Regions from separate parts of the Mus musculus genome. Here region 1 is linked to region 2. The links are chromatin contacts, called in public Hi-C maps. All regions are on one chromosome and are shown on one strand. Each heading gives the region's core, a stretch centred on a gene start, on an enhancer-like site or on the middle of the called end of the contact. The rest is flanking DNA. Distances are from core to core; before and after follow the strand shown. Region 1 holds the start of Sgcd (sarcoglycan, delta (dystrophin-associated glycoprotein)). Region 2 overlaps Sgcd (sarcoglycan, delta (dystrophin-associated glycoprotein)).

What was found. A called contact is a pair of places that touch in the nucleus more often than the background predicts.
Region 1: a contact with region 2 is called in a Hi-C map of adipose-derived mesenchymal stem cells, with 1.9 times the contacts expected there. The contact joins the promoter of Sgcd here to the enhancer-like site in region 2. A contact is called at or near these places in 2 of 484 Hi-C or Micro-C datasets (the C2C12 cell line and adipose-derived mesenchymal stem cells) and 1 of 115 datasets of contacts at active chromatin or transcription factors (embryonic fibroblasts).

Annotation. Positions count from the first base shown.
Region 1 is chr11:47,376,942-47,382,956 of GRCm38.p6, reverse strand. It overlaps Sgcd (sarcoglycan, delta (dystrophin-associated glycoprotein)), which reads left to right and starts at 3,632. Exons shown (of 8, transcript NM_011891.5): 1 at 3,632-3,703.
Region 2 is chr11:47,136,890-47,142,807 of GRCm38.p6, reverse strand. The region is part of intron 3 of Sgcd (sarcoglycan, delta (dystrophin-associated glycoprotein)); the gene reads left to right. Among named protein-coding and RNA genes, the nearest start is that of Sgcd, 240 kb to the left of the region's middle. Within about 2 kb of position 3,432, at least 5 of the 459 cell types and tissues checked have an H3K27ac peak or open chromatin away from gene starts, as enhancers often do. A contact at or near this core is called in adipose-derived mesenchymal stem cells, where this site is marked.

The DNA of each region.
Region 1 (6,015 bases), core at 2,383-4,882, 240 kb before region 2:
AAACATAAATAAAGAAAATAATAAAAAAAGAAGACTTCCCATGGAAAAGCGGTTAGGGTATATTGTTATTCTCTTAGCACTTCTCACTTTATTGTTTTTCTATTGTGGGGTGTGTGTGTGTGTGTGTGTGTGTGTGTAATATATGGGTGAAAAGACTATAGGAGGATATTATTCGGTGCCCTATCATTCTCCCTGACTCCATGGAAACAGGATCTCAATCAGTAACCTGACAGGTCTCAGTAAGACCTTTCCTCAATGGAGTAACCTGAATCTAAAGCTAGGCTGGCTGCCAGCAAGCCCCAGAGATCACCCTACCCAATTCCAAACACTAGGGTAAGCTAGCATCCTGGGATCCTTGACTGACTTTTCACATGACTGTAGGGAGTTGAATTCAGGACCCCATGCTTCTAGAGGAAGACCACTTATCCACTAATCCATCTCCCTAAGCCCTTCCTAGCACGTTAGTGGACATTCTACTCTCCCCCCCCCCAATCCCTTGATAAGTCTACTCAACCCATGGCTCTGATGGCTCTGACTATTTTCCTTTAGCCTACCAGTGTATCATGTGAGACGAATATGGCCAGGTTGTTGACCCTATCTGTGTGGTCAGAGACTTGTTTGGCAGTGATCATGTGGATCAAGGTGGACCTAATAGAGGGATCCCTTTGAGGTGAAAGACCTGGAATTTTTCTCAGTGAAAGTGAAGCAGCTGGGAATGCCTCACTGCCCAGAACAGAGATGACATTGGAGCCAAGAGAAGCCTAGTGGAAGAGAGGGCAAAACCTTGACAGCATCCTCCTGGCTCTTCTCATGCTTCAGGACTGCATGCAGACTCACAGTTGTTAATTTAGTACATTCCCCACCCCGCTCCCCCTTTTTTTTCCTTTTGGCTAATTTGAATGAATTCTATCTGCTGTAATCGAGGACTACTCAAGAACTACTCAAGAGAAGGAGACTGAGGAATGAGTTCTACCATCCTTTGCGAAGGGAACCCTGGAGTATTAAACACTAGCTGCAATTAGGTAATTTAAACATTTACTGGGTGCTACACTAGCCACACACCCCCCCCCCCAGTTATTTTACACAACACTCATCATATAAAAATTAAGAACCTAAAACTGTGAGCCTGTTTTCCCAGTGGGTTGCCCTGTCTTTAATAACTTAAACATTGGTAAACCACTCAACATTAAGAACTGTTTAAACTCCATCTTTCATTCTGCTGGAGGAAGCGGCACACAGCTTAATTAAGCACTGGGCGCGCGCCGTCACCACTAAGACAAAGGCAGTAGAAAGAAATCCACAAATAAACATCCAATTCTTTAGGATTTGTAGCAGCTGTTTCCTCTGAATGGTTTCTCTCTCCATGTGGGGATTTCACCTTGCTGCTGGCCCTTGGGGATGGAGCTGTTTCTGAATGTGGGCATTGCAACTGTGAACTATTGTTCTGAGCTTCGTGCTGAAGTCGAAGTCTCTGGACAGCTCTTGGTTCAGCCTCCCAGGACTCACTATGGATTTGATTCTCACTGTGCCTTTCCTACGGGTTAACCTGGAGGAAAGACTCCCGTGCTCTGGTAATGAATGAAGAGTAGCTGCATGGCTGGCTTATTGTTCCAACTTAAACATCGGGGCAGTTTCCTGTGCTTGAGTTGATATGCCCTCTTGAGACAGCAGAAAATAGCGACAGAATTCAGATTTAAAAAAAAAGAAGAAGGGGGGGGTCTAGGTTTTACTCCACCAAAACAACAAAGAAACTTAAGTGATTTATAGCACTGTTGTAAATGTGTCAGTCACCTGGATTTTCCTCAATAAATGGGTAACTACTCCTATAAGGTAGAATTATTAATTTTAATTCACCATTGACAAAAACCAAGGCCCAAAGTATTTAAACAAATTGACTAGAACCTACAGCTGGGACCGCTAGTTAGAGGAGAGAAACAGTTATACTCAGAATTGATTGAAGGCTGCTCACCTGAAAGCTGGGTGGTATAACCTTCCCAGAATACACAACAGTAGAAAGAGCACACATGACAGGGACACAGGGTGCCTTTGCCAGCATCAGCTCTGGCAATAACTGTCTTCGCAACTCCGGATGAATCATCTCATCTCCCTAGGCCTGGGTTTCTCTGTGTAAGATGAAGGTTGGAAACTATTTGTATTGAACAGTCTCTAAGTTCTCTGGCTCTATAATTATTATACCATGACCTCAGATGTATGGGTGTGTCTCACCACATGTGCCTGAATACACACACACACTGGCATGCATGCTTGCAGGAATGCCCACCATGCTTCCCAAGGCAAAAACTTAATTATGCTGAGAAGATTCAACACAATCTGATGCCAAACCCTGAACGCCAGTGAGTTCTAAGATCTACAGCAGCCCACTCAAGAACATATAAATAGTTTTTAAATCTGGTAAGAAAATGGGAAGACAGAAACAAACAAACAAACAAACAAAGAGGGAGGAAAAGAAGGAGGAAAGAAAGAGAAAAATGTTGATGTGTGTGATTTAAATGTTAACACAAAACAAAACAACAAAACTCATACACCAAATGTTTCTCTTTAACCTGTTTTCTGGAACATTAAGTTGAAAACGTTGCTTTGGCTTACCAGATATAGGTAGCTTCCCTTTGGAAGCACATGTGTTTTGAGATTTGTCTCCTTTTTTTATGATAGGAAAGAGAAAATGTCAAAGGTAGACCACAAAACCCAGCAGGAGGTACCCACAACATCTTGAGGGAATGCCACCCAGGAAAGAGAAAATTACAGCTTCACAGATGTAGTATGCATTCTGGTCCCAGGTTCTTTTCTTTTCCTGTCACTTTAACAGAGTTGTCACAGCATGTAAAACGTTACAGCCAGTACCATGTTACCTGCACAGCTTTAGAGCAAAAAGTATCAGAAGTGTCTGAGGAAAATAATTGCATTATTTTTAGTTGCTGCAGAGATAGATGCAGCAGGAATCAGGTGGAGGAGACAACTTGGGAGGACGGAACTGGAAATGCTAAAAATATTGCTTCCCCAGCAACTGAAATTTTAAGCAAAAACTTAGGAAGGGCCAGAGAGGAAGATGGAGTTAGAATTTATATCTCTTCGCTGCAGTCGGTTTGTTATTAAGGTCTGGAAGAGGGAAACACAGGGGGCTTACCCCAGGCAGTGGGGGAATTCCACAATCCACGTGGAACAGGCAAGGTACAAAGAGACAATGTTGAACTGGGGGTCGGGGGAGGGAGGGATGGCATGTCTACTGCATCTAGTACCCAGAGCAAAGTTTGTGTACAGAATGTCTGGGAAATCCAGTTTCTAGAAGCAGCCTTCTTTCTGTGAGTGTGAACCCAGCCGACAGACGCCATGAGCGCTCTTGCAAGGAAAGCTAGGCTGTGTTTGACACACGTGTTTCCCATTGATATCTGGAGACAGCCCAGTAGCTGGGAGTCAGCTTGACAAAACCGGATCGAAGTAGAGGCAGAGTAGGGTTTCAAAGCAGGCAGTGAGAGAGCGGGAATGCTGTTCAGGAAATTCTTCAGGCATGGGCAGGGACTTGGCTGCAGTTGTGCGGCTGGAAAATCTGACTGGGGCAGCTCCTGAGCGCAGGCAGGGCCTGCTCACGGGGGCGGGCTGAGTGGCCGCCTCCATCAGAGCCTCTCAGCTTTCCCCGGGACCACGGGGGACTCTCATCCGCCACTCTGTGAAACAGACAAGAGAGGTAGGGGACCGTGCAGCTCTTGCCTTACCAGCCTAGCTTCCTGAGCCCTGTCTGCTGTTCGTTCACCAACACTGGGGGATTCAGGGGTGGGGAGAGGCCGCGTGTGTACGTGTGAATGAACACATTTCAGCTCATCACCTGGGCAGAGGGACTGGGTGCTTCTAAGCTTTGTCTGCCCGCAAAGGGCCCTTAAGATCTGAGTTTCAACAGCACCCAGGCACTTTTGAAAGTTAGCACTGCACAGCTAACAGCACTGGGGAAGGAAAAGTGTGTGGATTCCTGTGTTGACACCCTCTTCCAGCGCTCTGGAAGTTTCCCTTTCTGCTTCACGGGACACTCGTTTGACTGCAAAGATAATCTCCCATGAAGACATTCCGGTTTTGAATGCTTCAGGGATTTTTAAAGGGGGTGTTCCAAGCAGGAAACCGTTCTCTGCTTTTGGAGGGAATCAGAGTTGGAAGTTTTTATTTTGGAATACACTTTTTTTTTTTTTTTTTTTTGTAGGAACAGATGTGTGTAAGGCTTCCTGGTGTTTAATTTTCGAATGTGTCTTTGACTTTCTTATGTGAGGTTTGAGTAGCAGTAATATATTTGTGTAGAAATATGCTGGATTGTTATTCTGCCTTTTACTTGGTGGAAGAAATAACCTGTAGTTTAGTAAATGTTTCTATATTTTATAACAGATAATAGAGCAATAGCATAAAACAGTCATTTATTTTTGAAAAATCATTGTTAAGAATAGAGGCAAATAGTGTGAATGTTCTATCGATTGCTCCGTTTTATTTTTCCCTAAAACCAGTGCATTAAAAATGTTGACTAGTTTTTAGCAGAAGAGAATCTTGCCTTTCCTCTTCAATTTTTGTTCTTTCTCATATATGTACACTATATTGTAATACATATACACTATATTGTAATACATATAATAAATAGCCTTCCTGGGACTACTACATTGCTCCTTTCTGTGTATGTATTTAGAAGACAAGCCATGCAGTGTTACTATCTTTAAGAGCTTAGCTCAGCTCAGACAAGTTTGGACTAAAGCTCATCCATCCAGTTTTAGGGCTAACTTGGTGATCAGTCCATAGCAAGTCCAGAGGAGACTTGGGCAAGAGCCTGCCTAGGGAAAACAGAGGAAAGTCCTTGAATACTAGGTCATTAGCACAGAGCCACTAGACCTTATGGTTGCTTCTCTTAGAAGACGGGGTGAGTTTAAGTCCGGGTCCAAGAGGCTATTGTTAGTACTGAATGGAGAGGGGTAGATGTTGAGATGTCTCACTTTCTCCAATCCTGGACCTAAGAGGAGTAAAGCAGAAGTCCATGCTGGGGATAGACTTTTCAGACTAGCAGCTGGTACTTTGCTCATAGTTTTGTTTTTGGAGGATGGAATCGGTTCTATGACTGACAGCTGGCTTTCTCAGTCTTGAGCTGTGGCTCACACATGTTTTCCTTATAAACTTCATCCTTGTTTCAGGAGGGGTAGAGTTGGGTAGGGTGGGGCAGGGTGGGGCAGCTTAAAGAATTTCAGGACTCCCTACAGGCGAGGGAGGGCAGTTAGAAGTCAAGCTGGACCATGGCTCTCTTTTCTGGTGCCCGGGCAGATTAGTAACTAAGCTGAACCATAGCCAGGCACCCACTGCCAGTAACAGAGACAGAGTGATCTAGAATGTCATCCCCCTCTAAATTTAGTACGTGTCAAGCTTTCTGCAGAAAGAGGCGTGACATAGCAACTCTGGGTTGCAGGATTGTGCTCGTGCGGAGCAGTGCCCAAACTGGGAAGAAACTGTAGTTTCTCTTTTCAAGAGAGAATCTCAAACTCTCTTGTAATTTGAAAGGAGGAGTCCGGGGAAGAAAGAGGCAGAGAAAAAGAAATCTGATACAGAGGTGGACCCAGTAAGGACAGAGCTGGGCAAAATTAACATGGGGCACAGAGGGAGATCTCTGCCTAGGAAATTAGCACACTTAATAGAATCTACCAGACACTGCTCTGCTGGCCTTCCCATGAAGGTAACTCACAGCCTCAGTGCAGGAGGCTGTTTTACCTTCCTCACAAGGAGAAACATTATGGTCAGCCTACCCTGCAATGCCTTCTGGAAGTAATCAGAAAGCCCATTTTGTAAGAATAGCATTACCCAGAGGGCTCAGATTTCCGAAGCAGGAGAGAAGAGGCTTCTGGGGCCTTATTTTAGCCTGTATTCCTTGCAGAGCTATTCCTGCAGGAACACTGAGTGAAGGGACCAGGTGGACATGAACAAGTCACTACTGGAATGTAGCTATTCCAGGCTCTGCTAGACCTACTTTATTAAAACAAAGTT
Region 2 (5,918 bases), core at 2,183-4,682:
GGTCAATACGTATGCACCAAAAGTCTTTCCTTCTGGTTTAGCTACCCAGTGCACACTCATCACTTAAATGGCAGAAATTCTCTTCTTCAAAGAGGTCTTTCCTACAAAGAAGTCAGATTACTCCTGTTTGCCCTTAATATCGTCCTGTACATGAGGAATCCTAAAACCCCCACCAGAAAACCCTAAGAACAGGTCAACACCATTTAGCAAAGTAGTAGAATACAAAACCAGTATATAAAATTGCAGATCTCTTGTTATATTTCCAAAGTGAACAAGCTTTAAATAGAAACATAGATAGATAGATAGATAGATAGATAGATAGATAGATAGATAGATAGATTGTTCACAATAGCTTTTTAAAATCTTATGAATAAACCTTGATGAAAAAAATGAAAGACCTCTTAAGAAAATTTATTAAAAAAAAGGAAAAAATTTTCAAGTTATTAGAAAACAGAATATCCTTTCATATTCATTGATTAGACAGATTACTATAGTGAAGATGGCTATGTTATGAAAAGTGTTCTGCAGATTTAGTGTAATCCTCTTCAAAATTCCAATGACACTCTTTACATAAATACAAAAAGAAATCCCCAAATTTCTTTCCCTATAACAGGAAATACAGAAAATTATTTGGAAAGCCAACCAATTTTGATTTTAACTCATACTACAAGCCATAGTAACAACAACAACAACAAATCATGTTACTGGCACACACACACAAAAGACACATAGATGATTGGGATAAAATGGAAAATGCAGAATTAACTCCACAGAGCTAAAGCCCTGACAGTATTTTTCAGAACCATCAAAAATACACAAGGGAGAAAGCACAGTGTCTTCACCAATAGTATTGAGATAGTAAAGCTTGGTGGTTCTCTATAGAAGCATGAAGCAAGACCCTTATTCCTCATCCCATACAGAAAGAATTTCAAAACTGATCCTAGGCCTTTATGTAAGAACTGAAACTTTGAAACTTAGAAAAAAATACAGGAAATACACTCCAAAATAAAGGCATAGAAAAAAAAACTTGCCAGAAAGGACTCCAGAAACTCAAGGAATAATACCAAGATTTCAAAATATCTGTTCCGCATAACACAGGAAACACATCAATTGAAGAGGAAGCCTGCAGATGAAATCTTACTGGCTATACATCTGACAAAGGATCAATATATAAAATATGTAAAGAGCTGTAAAGGAAAACACTTTTACTGATTTGAATGAGAATGGCCTCCATAGACTCATATACTTAAATAACTTAGTTCCTAGTGGGTGGAACTGTTCAGGAAGGATTAGAAGGTATGGCCTTCTTGAAGGAAATGTGTTACCTGGAGCCAACCTTCTGGTTTCAAAAGATGCACAGCATTCCCAGTATGCCTGTCTGAAACCTGGTTGTAGATCAAGATGTGAGCACTTGGCAGTTCCTTTGATCTACTACCATGAACTCTAAACCTCTGAGACTATAAGCCCAATTAAATAACTTGTTAATGAGTTGCTTTGGTTATAGAGTTTTGTTACAGCAATAGGAAAGTAATTAAAACACCACGAAGATAGTAATCAATGCAGTCAATAAATGAGATAATAAAATGAATGGGCCATTCTCAAAAGATGAAGTGTCGATGGGCAATAAGTATGCAAAATAAAAAATATTCAGTATTTTTAACAATCAAAAAAATGCAAATTAAAACTACATTGATTTCTTTTCACCTCATGCATTGCACAAATAAAAAACAAATCGTGGGAAAGATACAGGAGAAGGTGTGCTCTTAAATATTACTAACTGGAATGTAAATTGGTCTAGGTACTATGAAAATCAGTATGGTGACTGATAGCATTTTCCTTGAGGGCAAAGTGGATGGGAAAGAGAGGTTCAGGAGAACCTACTAAAACATACTTTGCTTTAAAATTCCATGTACACTGTTGCTAATCTTAAAAATTAAAAAGAAGTAAAGAAAAGAAATATAGAGGTTCTTGAAAAAGACCTGTTTTACAATGATATAACTATCCCAGTATTGGGTATACAGGTCAAGGGCCACAGAAGTACTCATCTATCCATTCATTGCTACAATGTTCACAGTAGCCAAGATATGGGATCATCCTAGGAAGGTACCCATCAACAGATGAATAGATCAAGAAAATGTGGCATCTTGCACAATTCTGCCATTAAAAAAAAATTCTGTCACTTGCTAGAAAATAAATGCAACTGGAAAACATCATAATATACAAAAGAAGTCTAATCCCAGAGAATCATATTTCCTTTCACTCCTGGAACGTTAAAGTTTGTATAGTTATATAAAACCGTGTGTGTGTGTGTGTGTGTGTGTGTGTGTGTGTGTGTGTGTATGTGTGTGTGTGTGTACATACAAATATAATCACAAAGGAGAATAGAAGAGAGACTAGCAATTGGGGACAGGGGAGAGGAAGGAATCTAAAGAAAAGGGTGAGTATAGTCAGAGCATTAGATATACTTGAAATAACAGTCTTTGTGAAACACGCACAATACTCTGTATGTAAAAATAATGGAGGAAAAGGCCTCCCCTAAAAGCCTGAGTAAAGCTGTGTCTCTCCATGAGCCCTCAATTCAATATCTCCTCTGAGTTCTCCATTCATGTCACACACTGAAGTTACAAATGCATTATTATTTATGGAGATCTAAGTTTAGTACTTACCCTCTCCCAGTAGACTTGTGAGCTCCCAAGGATCAAAGGCCACCTGCTTAGCACTTGGCATAGCACTTTGAACCTCAAAGTTGCTGTGAGGATATTAGTAGAATTTATTGACACAGAGCGGCGGAAAGATGAGTCACTTGACACCACATATTGCATATGTGCTTCATATTCCTGAGTTTTCAGGAATTCTTTTATCTTTATCTTATCAAGACTCTGGGGTAAAGATTTGTGCTGTGGCTTCTGGATACCCAGAATGTAGGCAGCTCAAATATCATTTGTAGCCCTACAGTTCCTTGCAATGAATTAGGTGGTGGACAAATATTTGTTAAATAAATGTCTATAATGCTACTACCTCCCCATTGCTCATGTTCCCATTTTCAAACAATCTTATTACTCAGTGCTTAATGGCTTGCCTTGTAAAACCCAGTTACTGTTAGACTTCTGTTGATTGCTTCATTTATTGACAACAGTTTCTCTCTGTTGACTCTTAGTTTGGTTTGCACATTCAGGTATTCAACAAACATTTATTGAAAGCCTAATGGATGCCAGGGATTTACAGGGTACCAGAAGAACTGGCTGTCTCCATGTTACATTGACATGTGGCCATGATGCCTGGAAGGAATTCTTGAAACAGAACAGTTCGTCAGCAGCAAGTGATGATAGAAACTAATATGCACCCAAATTTGGGCACATAGCAGAGGAGCTGAACTAGAGAGCTGGGCTGGGATAACTTGACTGTTTCCCAGCTTATTTTGAGCAAATGAGTCAGAGGATAGCTTCATTATTCAATACCAGAAAGACATTGCAAAACAATACCAATCTGTCTAAGCATAGTTATAAAAAATACCCTGGGCAAAATTGAAAGTGTTGTTTTTAAATATTTGCTTTTTAAGTGATATCTCCATAAAGTATCTCCTGAAGAATGATGATGTCACAAACATTTGGGACATACAGAAGAAAAACTTACTTATAACCACTTAGAAAAGAGCCAATGACGAGTCTAGTTTGCAACCGTACTGTTTTCTTTTCTAGGACATAACAAGATTTTGAATTGTTTCAGTGTTAATTATGAGACTATATGGAATGATAGCTACTGCAAAGGAGCCAATAGTTTCTGACCTCCCTGATTTCTTGTTAACTGACCAGGGAAGAATAATTATCCATAAAGGAGCTCAGATGAGGGACCAATTATAAGAGTTCCCAGAGATAATTCTAGTATATCTAATACTATGAAAAAGTTGGGTAAAGGGAAATTTTCTAACACAAATCAAGCAAAGAATGGAATCACTTGTCTTTAGCATAATACTGTGCTTACCTGCATAGGGACAGATGTCTCTGCAAGGACTCTTCAGAAATCCTAGAAGTTAGGACTTGCCAATCATATAAGACCCACTTGCTTTTAGCTTCATTTGCAGAAAAGCCCTGAAGAGTGTTCACTGTTCCTATCTACTCCACAGCCAGACTATTTTACTCACACCTGATAGCAATAAAAACATCTTGCGACAATTACCAAACCAGTGCTGATAGGTTGTTGTTAATTAGAAACCCTCCTTTCTTCAGCTTAATTCTTGGCCAGTGTCCCTCATCCCTCTTCAGGATCTCATCAAGAACATCCTGATGCATCTGGTTCCCACATCTCCCATGTCTCTTTCTAGTTGTTGGCAGTTTCTTGGACATTTTGTTTTGGTGACCTTGAGAATTGTGAGAAGTACCAGTCAGACATTTTCTGAGATGGGCTTTAACTGAGACTTGCCTTCTGAGTAGAGGAAGTCATGGATCGAGCAAAAGTACCACTGTTGAGTTTGTATGCTGTTTTTCTTACAGTATATCCATGACACCTGCTATCAATATGATTTAGTGCTGTTGATGTTCTTGACCTTGGTCACTTGGCTGTCAGCCTGTTTATCAGTCTTCTTGGCTCCGAAGAAATCATTAAATTCTGTCTGTTTTAAGAATATGTTTCATCTATGTAAATTATCTGCAATTCACTCTTCACAATTTACTTACCCATTCAGTTGTGTATAGTTATATAGGAGCATGAATATTTATTCTACATTCAGGTTTATAATCCAGTATGACCTTATTTTATTTCTTGTGTTGTTTTAATTTGGTCAGTGCTTTTCAGTGCCCCCATGTCCCTTTGACAGGCTCCCATTATGAAGGTGTTTTGGGTTTTGATAGTGTTTTTGAAGATATCCCTTCAGGCATGAGTATTGCTCTAGGCTCAGCTTTTAGATTCCTTGCTTCTGTGTTCGAATCAGCAGTTTCTCTAAGGCAGTTGTTCTCAGCCTGCGGCTGAAGATGCCCTTGATGATCACATATTGGATATCCTTTATAACAGATATTTACATTACGATTCATAATAGTAGCAAAATTAAAGTTATGAAGTAAGAATGAAAGAATGTTATGGTTGTGTGTCACCACAACATAAGAAACTGCATTAAAAGGTCATGGCATTAGAAATGTTAAGAACCACTGCTCCAAGGTGTTCTTCTAAGGTATTTTTCTATTGTCTTCTTTACTGTGCCAGAATGGTTTTATACATATTTTGTTTCTTTCACTGTATTCCATAGCCTTGAAACTTACTTCATACATACAGAAGCTGAGGCCCAAAAAGAAGTACTTGACCCAGAGCCACATAGTTATTGAAGAATGGAGACATGATTAAAGTCCAAATCTGTCCCACCCTGAATATAACACTCTACCTTTGTTCCAAGAAGCCAGCATCCCATGACACCTACTTAGCATTAGACAGAAGCAGCTGTGATTCCTCTTGCCTTTGTGTGAGGAAGAAAAATCAAAAAGACATCCTGACTTTCCTTGGGAGGAATCTCCCCAGTATGAGAGCAGCTGCTTCTTTTCCTCTGAACTTCACACACAGTTCAGAGAGCCTTCACGAAGTGTGCCAGTGGTTTATGTACTATCTTGTGTTTTCCCTGATATGATTTTCAGAACAGATTGCTAGCTCCTCACCAGGCAAGGAAAATATACCACAGTACAGGATTATCCAGATAAGAAACACTAGGCTACTACATCCTATCAAAACAGACGCTAGTGATCTGGGTTTGACTCAGTGCAAATATTAAAACCTGTGTGTCTCCTACCATGAGAGCCCAAGTCTCCATTACATTGATACCACATTGTTATTATAGTTATTTGGCATTCACTAGGTCTCCTCCTGGGTTGGGAACTTCTCAAAAATAAAGGTTATTCGTATTCTCCAGAGCCTGGTATAGGATCTGACATAAGCCA